2 separate regions of the Hordeum vulgare genome follow, and region 1 is linked to region 2. Evidence: chromatin contacts called from public Hi-C data. All regions are on one chromosome and are shown on one strand. The core of a region is the stretch at or near the end of the contact, and the rest is flanking DNA. Distances in the headings are between cores, read along the strand shown.

Evidence for each region. A called contact is a pair of places that touch in the nucleus more often than the background predicts.
Region 1: a Hi-C map of leaf shows a contact between it and region 2, with 4 times the contacts expected there. The contact joins the enhancer-like site here to the promoter of LOC123431200 in region 2. A contact is called at or near these places in 2 of 6 Hi-C or Micro-C datasets (leaf and seedling).

The regions. Positions count from the first base shown.
Region 1 is chr2H:648,053,536-648,057,077 of MorexV3_pseudomolecules_assembly, forward strand. It overlaps LOC123428364 (sacsin), which reads right to left. Exons shown (of 14, transcript XM_045112564.1): 11 at 3,378-3,542; 12 at 3,119-3,292; 13 at 2,689-2,766; 14 at 2,353-2,644. The coding sequence ends at 2,498. Among protein-coding and RNA genes, the nearest start is that of LOC123428364, 20 kb to the right of the region's middle. Within about 2 kb of position 1,901, at least 2 of the 3 cell types and tissues checked have open chromatin away from gene starts, as enhancers often do. A contact at or near this core is called in leaf, where this site is marked.
Region 2 is chr2H:647,995,951-647,999,812 of MorexV3_pseudomolecules_assembly, forward strand. It overlaps LOC123431200 (chaperone protein dnaJ C76, chloroplastic-like), which reads right to left and starts at 1,878. Exons shown (of 2, transcript XM_045115030.1): 1 at 908-1,878; 2 at 63-812. The coding sequence starts at 1,708. The coding sequence ends at 165.

The DNA.
Region 1 (3,542 bases), core at 651-3,150, 58 kb after region 2:
AACCAGCTACGTTTCATTATTTTTATCAAGTTTATTTATATTTTGTTCTGTGCAACATACTGAGAATCAAGAAATTCATAGTAATTAGACCCATCATAGATGGTTGATACACTTGTGTCAGAGTTGTTGTAACAATGTGGTTGCAATCAATATTGTCACGGATGTCGTTAATTAGGGGATGTGTATGACGATTCTATGGTGAAATGATGACCTTGGCAATGATAAAAATATGAATTTTGATCTCCGTAACTCGCCCTCCTTAATGGCACCATAGATAAGAACATGTGAAAGGATCGGAGAGGTTGACTAGAGGGGTAAATAGGAGACAACAAACTTTTAGCTTAACTTCCAATTTACGGATAGTGTGGATAAAGTAAGTTCTCTAGATATGCAATTTACGGTGAGAACAACATATATGGCAAGCAAGCTAATAATCTAGGTAATCTAGCTAGGAAGTGCAACAAGTAAAGGTACGTAAATGGATTAACCATACAAGTTGGAGACGAGGATGTATCCCAAAGTTCACACTCTTGGGAGAGTGCTAATATCCAATGGAGAGATGCAAAGGCCAAAGTCCCGAGCGCCACCAAGTGGCTCGCCATTTTATTCCTTTGAGTCCCGCAAAGATGAGCCTCAAATGACTTATGGTTAGTCCTGAAGGCGACCACCATATCTTTACAAACTTTTTGGAGCACATCACACACAAGGAAGCTCCTGGCATGAGTCCTTCAGCATATATAGGAGTCCCAAGTATCCAAGAGTAACAAGTTTGGTGATGAACAACTATGGGCATCACAAATTGGTTTGGTGGAACTATAGATTGGGTGATTCTCTATCAATCCTCAAAGTTTGTTGAAGTTTGAGTGATGAAATCAAGAGGAATCAAGCTTTTAGTGTTTGGCAATGGTGGAGAAAGCTCAACAAGAAGATTATTGTTGGAGAAATAAGAAGGGTGGGTATAAATACCCCTAGATTTGTTCTAGTTGTTTCCCACCAGCACACCTCAGAGGTTCGGGCTAAAGGCCCCAGACCAAAGACTGGGGTCAGGGGCCATGTGATCCGGCCTATCCAGAGAGGAAACTCTTTACTCTGAGGACCCGGGGGGGTCAGAGATTCTGAGGATCTGAAGGACACACGGACTCGACTTTTCCAAAGAGATAGGCCCAGGGCAAAGAGGACCCCGAGGCCCGTGCGTCCGACGTCCCGAGGATCCAGGGTATCGAGAGAGTATTCCTTGGACCGCGGAGACCCATACCATAAGCCTCGGGACCTGGGGATCACATTAACAACAGGAAATGGATGGGTTTTAACTCATGATGTGCAGGCATTGGAAGATGGCAAGTGTAAAAGATATTTGCTTGATCTTCAAACTTACACAATCTCCTCAACACGACCCTCTTGTGGTTGTCCTATGACTTAAAATAAAACCAGAAAACATTAGAGCCTTCAGAAAAATCGAAAATTGACGTCTTCTTCCTTTTTGAAATGTGGTCAACCATTTCCATAATGTTTAACCAAGAAAAATCAAATGACGTTATAGATGCACTTCCAACATGGATGAATCTTTCATGTCAAAAAAGAACATAGATGAACCATTAGTATTTATTTTCTGGTGTATCTTTCCAGTAGCAATCTAAGATTATTATGTAAAATAGTTATGATGTTATTTTTTCACGCCGCTGCGGCGTTGGGCGCAAACGCCAACCCATTTCAAAAAGCAGGCACGGATGTTCGCCGGACCGATCTAAATGAATAAAATATGAACAAAATACGCGTCCGTTGAATCGTGCGGTTGAAGTTGCTCTAATAGTTACCGCAACATGTTCTTTTGCTCCACCCCGCTGCCGGAGGGGACGGGCTGGGGCGTTGAGGAGAAGCGCGGGCATGGCTTTGCTACTCTACCTCTGCCTCCCGAGTCCCGACTGGTGGGAGAAGCTTCGCGACTCGATCATTACACGTCGTGTGGCGTGAGCGAGATTTTTTTTTCTCGCTGCTGCTTTAGAGCTTTTTTTTTGCTTTGCCATTTTACCCGCGCGCCCACGTAAGGCGGCTGGGCACTGATATTTTGGACCAGCGTGGCTAGGCTCCAGAAATATGGTACTACTCGTATAGTAGGACTTTTCTGTAGCCAAACTAGGGGGTGACAGCTCCGTGATTATTATTATTATTATTATTTTGAGCTGACAGCTCCGTGATTTCGTCAGCAAGAAAACGAAGTTTCCATGAGTTGGTTGGAAGTTCGGATCAAACGCTGTCAGCAGCAAGACAACTAACGAACGAGTCTGAAAGAAACCTGAAAATGTTTAGGCACCTCGCAGCTATATTCCCACTACGACCTTTCGGTCAGCTCCAGAAATTGGTAAGTTTCTACTCAAATACTGAAGACTATTACATCGTATCGTATCGTGTCGTGTCGCACCAAGTCTAAAACTAAACTAGAATGCGCTGTGCCTCTGCCTGTGCTGTACATGGACTGGACTGCTAGTGGGGTTTATATTTACACACGCTCGTTGAGCAAAGAATGCGGGATCTGAAGAATGTCGGGCCGGTGCCCCTCCCTCGGTGTCTTCATGGCCTGAATATCTTCATCATTTTGGACACTTGGGTCCGGCAAAATGGGCATCGCGACACCGAGCTCGAGCACCTGTTGCACAGGACGTGGCCGCACGGTACGATGGTCATGTTCACCTCGGAGTTCAGGCAGACGCGGCATGACCATGCCGCCTTGGCTATGTCGGCTTCTTTCACCGCTGACTCGGCTTTCTCCTACAATACAATAGCGCAAACAACTTTCAGTGTCATCATATAGGCAGGCATGTTTACAGAAGCGCTTTCAGTTAGAATTCACAAGAGTGGTGATCCTACAATGCTAACCAGGTAGCTTACAGTATGCTATGCTGTGCAACAACTACGAAGTGGTTTCCCCTAGGACATTATATTGTGTGGTTTCCCCTCGAAAACCGTATGGAAACATCTACGGAAGTACAGATCCTGGTGAAAATCTCATAAGATACCGCTATACGAGCACAGAGCCTGGTCTAAGTGGAGAAGTGACTGAGAGATGCTACCAATAGGAAATGGATTCAAGACAACATAAGAGACACGGAAGTGAACAAACCTGCTCCACCAAGAGAGCCACTTGAGATTCTTTAAGCTGGTCTTGCAAGGAAAGGGTAGTCTGTAGCAGTGTTTCTTTCTCAGCATCCATCCTTACCCCTGCTGCCGAAAGCATATCATGGACTGCTTGTACCAGCTCCGTGGAAGATACTTTGCCGTATTCAAGCCCAGCAGCCTGTAAAATAGTAAAACTATTTTATGGCAACAATCCAGCATGCAAAGAGTAGAGACCGCACCCCCAAAAAAATATGAAAACTAACCGTATCATCTGCGCCTTCAGTTCTAGCGCTAACGGACGAGTGGCCTGGTTGTCCAACTTCTGCCACTCTACCACTATCCAGTTGGGAAGGTGCCGAGGAAAGGTCAGCTGTTGAAACACTCTTAAACGAGTAAACCTGACTGGAGAGTAGCATGCGAGTCTCGCT
Region 2 (3,862 bases), core at 628-3,127:
CGTCTGCCGATGTTTTGGGGTCATATTTACTACTGATAATACCATTTACTACCTTCACATATGTATATACTACAAACTTCTATTCATCCTATTGTATGGACAGATTAATACGTACTAAAAATTACAGCTTTGTTCTATCTCTAATAGCCACGTCGCGTGCACGTTCATTCTCTGGATTCCTCGTCATTTCTTCTTCCAAGCACCACCTGAATAATGCCGGCCACAGCGGCTCCGATGATGAACCACGTCACGCCGGCCAAGACGACCTGGAGCTCGGAACTATTCACGACTCCCAGAGCGGCCGCACCGCCGATGTGGTCCTCGATCACGCCTCCGGCCATCTCCTCCCTGTTGTACCCGGCGATCCCCGCCGCGACGATCGCCATCAGCAGCGGCACCGTCAGGTCGATCCTCGCCCTCCTCGCCGGCGCTCTCTCGCCACCTGACGCTCTTCGCGCCCGTCTCCGCGGCGGCGCGGCGCTCTGGGCGTCCGGCGAAGGAAACGCTGCCGTGGACGGCAGGTTCCGCTGCGGCGTCCAGTACTCGTCGCGCTGGCGGGCGTACACCGCCGACGCCGTTGCGCCCTCCTCCTTGCGTCGCGCGGCTGCCTCCTTGAGCCTCTCCGTCACGGGGTCGGCCGCGCCTGAAGAAGGCGGCGGTGACGATGGCGGTGGCAGCAGGCGGAGAGGGGCAGGGACCGCGGCTGCGGCGGCGCCGGCCGGGGCTCTGAATGGCCGCCAGTACCACCAGTTCGACATGGACATGATTGTCTGGACCGCCGAGCTTCTCGACTGCCACGTCGCCTCCGACTCCTGCGTTCACAATTCACCATTGATGTGATCAAATGAGCAGAGTATGTGCATAGCAGAGCAGAGCACGAGGCGGCTGGGTTGGATGAAATCAGTACCTCGGATTGCCTGGTGGCGGACTTGTTCTCCATCTTCTCGAACCTGGCCTTGAACTTGGCGACCTCGGCGAAGATGTCGGGCGAGCCGGCGGCGTTGGCCTCAGAGACGCGGACCCTGCGGCGCGGCAGCTTGGACATGAGGAACTCGAGCGCCGCCAGGTCCGAGCGCTCGACGTAGGAGATGCAGTCGACGGGGCAGGTCTGGACGGCGTCGGCGATGCGGTCCTCGGGGTCGGCCCACTGGGCGACGACGCGGGCGCGGCCGTGGACGGACTCGATGGCGAAGGTGCGGCCGGCGTGGAGCGCGCACTTGAGGCAGCCGACGCAGGCGACCTCGTCGACGAACACGGCGCGCGTCTCGGCGTCCCCGCCGCGCCACGACGAGTAGAGCGGGCGGCCCGTGTATCCCTGGAACTCGGACCGGCGCGCGTGCTCCCGGTCGTAGGCCCGGCGCTGCGCCGGGTCGGAGAGCAGCGCGTACACCTCGTTGAGCACCACCGCCATGTCGTGGGATGAGGGCCCGGCCGAGGCGTCGCCGTTGCCGGCGGCGACGTCCGGGTGGCAGCGCTTCTGCAGCGCCCGGTAGGCGGCCTTGATGTCGGCCTGCGGCGACGTGGGCTCCACCCCCAGCAGCTCGTACAGGTCGTAGTCCGTCGCCCACGACGCCCCCGCGCGGCCGCTAGAGCTCGACGACGACGAGGAGGCGGCTTGGCATCTGAGGCGGTGGCGGGAGGGCCTGGAGCTGGAGGACGGCCGCGGGTTGACGAGGGGGACGGCGGCGTTGAGGAGAAGCGCCGGCATGGCTGCCCTGCTTTGCTTGATTGGATTTGCTTGCTGCCTCTGCCTCTGCCTCCCGAATGGTGGGAGAAGCTTCGGCGACTCGATCACTACACGTCGCGTCTTGTGAGCGAGATTTTTTCTGGGTGCTGCTTTGGAGCTTTTTGCTTTGCATTTTTACCTGTGTGCCCACGTACGTACGGCGGCTGGGCTCTGATATTTTGGACGAGCGAACCGAGCGTGGCTACGCGCCAGAAATAAGGAAAGACGACTGTACTGTAGCAACACGGAAATAAAACCGAGAGGCGTGATGATCTAGTCGGCGACACTTGTTAGGCTTTGTTCGGTTCCATAAAAAATGAGAGGGATTGACATGGATTAACGAGGATTAAATCCTATCTAATATAAATTTCATCTCATTCCTCTTCAATCCATCCTAATCCACTTTTGCAGTGGATTAATCGAACAAGGCCTTAGGGATCAGAGGAAGTAGTAGTATTTTTCCGAAGATAAAGCTCACTAGATGGGTATCAATTATGATCTCCGTAGTCATATGAGAATAAATGTTGCTTCTCATTTGAAATGAAAGAAAGAAGAAACGTACCAACCTATGAGGTCAAAAGAGAAAACACTAGGAGATGGTAAAATCAACTCATATGAGAAGCAACATTTGCATAGGGCGCGTTTAGTTGCCCCATATGTGTGAGTCTGGTTGAGTAAATACAAGCAACAAACCAATATGTATATCTTGTTTAGTTGTCCGCACTACATTAGTGGCCACTTTAGGACTGGTTGTTTGGTTGTCCGTGTTTGTTTTTAAAAGGCGAGCAAGTGCAAATCATAGCTGTTTTGTGTTCGGTTCATCCTATTTAGTGAACACCGGTTATTGGATCTAGTCCTCTATAAAAGGTTAAAAATTCTGCGTATTTAGACCAATTCAAAGTGAAAAGAGGGGTTGCTCCTTCGACAAACTAGGATAAAGTTGAGACAAAAGAGTCGGAAACCTATTCTATGAGAAACTAATCAGATTTCCATTAAAAATTACCATGAAACCACCATTTGGGTGGTATACGCTTGCTTTAAATGGTATTAACTCCACTCTTTGTTTAAGCATATCTGTTTAGGGGTTGTTTTCTTCTCTCCAACAATTAACAAGCATGGATATGTGACAATCAAAGGTGAAACCATATAATACAATTGAAGGGAAATCAAGCAAACTTTAGGCGGAAGAGAAGAAGCAACCAAGCCGAATAAATTATTGCAGTTCTAAAATAAAAATAAGGAGAACTAAAAGTAAGCAGCAGACAGAGCACTTAACTAAGCAGCAAACAACACATAAATAAGCAGGTAAACTGCAGTTAACAGCAGATAAACAAGCATGAAAACAACAACAAAACATCCATACTGCTAACAGGCATAAGTTTTAAAACAGCAGGGGCATCCATGTCCCTCCTTCACCATAGGGTGTCGAACCCTAGACAAAACATTAACAGTTTCACAACAAGTTCTCCCCATCACCGCAAACTGACTAGAAATTCATACTAACTAAGTTCACAGCACGAAAGCAGGGTCCCCGATGCAGTTGTGCCTGCTGCAGCGCACCCTACACCCCGTGGAGCTATCGTGGTTGTAGATGTGGACCTTGATACCTAGGTCGGAGATGCGCGACATGGCAAGGTCGCTGGGGACGACTCTGTGGCGGTGGTAGAAGTATTGCCAGCCCCGACCAAGCACCATCTGGCCTTCGAACTTCTAGAACTGCATCCAGAACTCACACCACTTGTTCACCGAGAGTTTGACGACGTGTGGGAGCTTCACCGACAACCGCTCCCTCATCACCTCCTCGAACTTGGGAGTGATGACGAGCATGGCTAGATCCTCCTCGTCCTTGATCTGCACGAAAAAGCGAAATGGCTCTCGGGACTCCTCCTCGTGCCCGGTCCTAGGAGTTCGTCCCCTAGAACGAGGCAGGCTAGTGAAGGTGTCCCTACAAGGCAGGTTTACCCTCTTGATCCAGCAGTTCGTGGGGATGAAGTCCACGACAGTCTTGGAGCCAACCACGCATGGGCTCCTTTGGTTGTGTCCCATTCTGTCTTCATCATCTCATCAGGTAAGATGGCACGGATTAGTAATAGGGCATTGGGATCAGACACTGATCAGTGGGACTTGCCGAAGAGC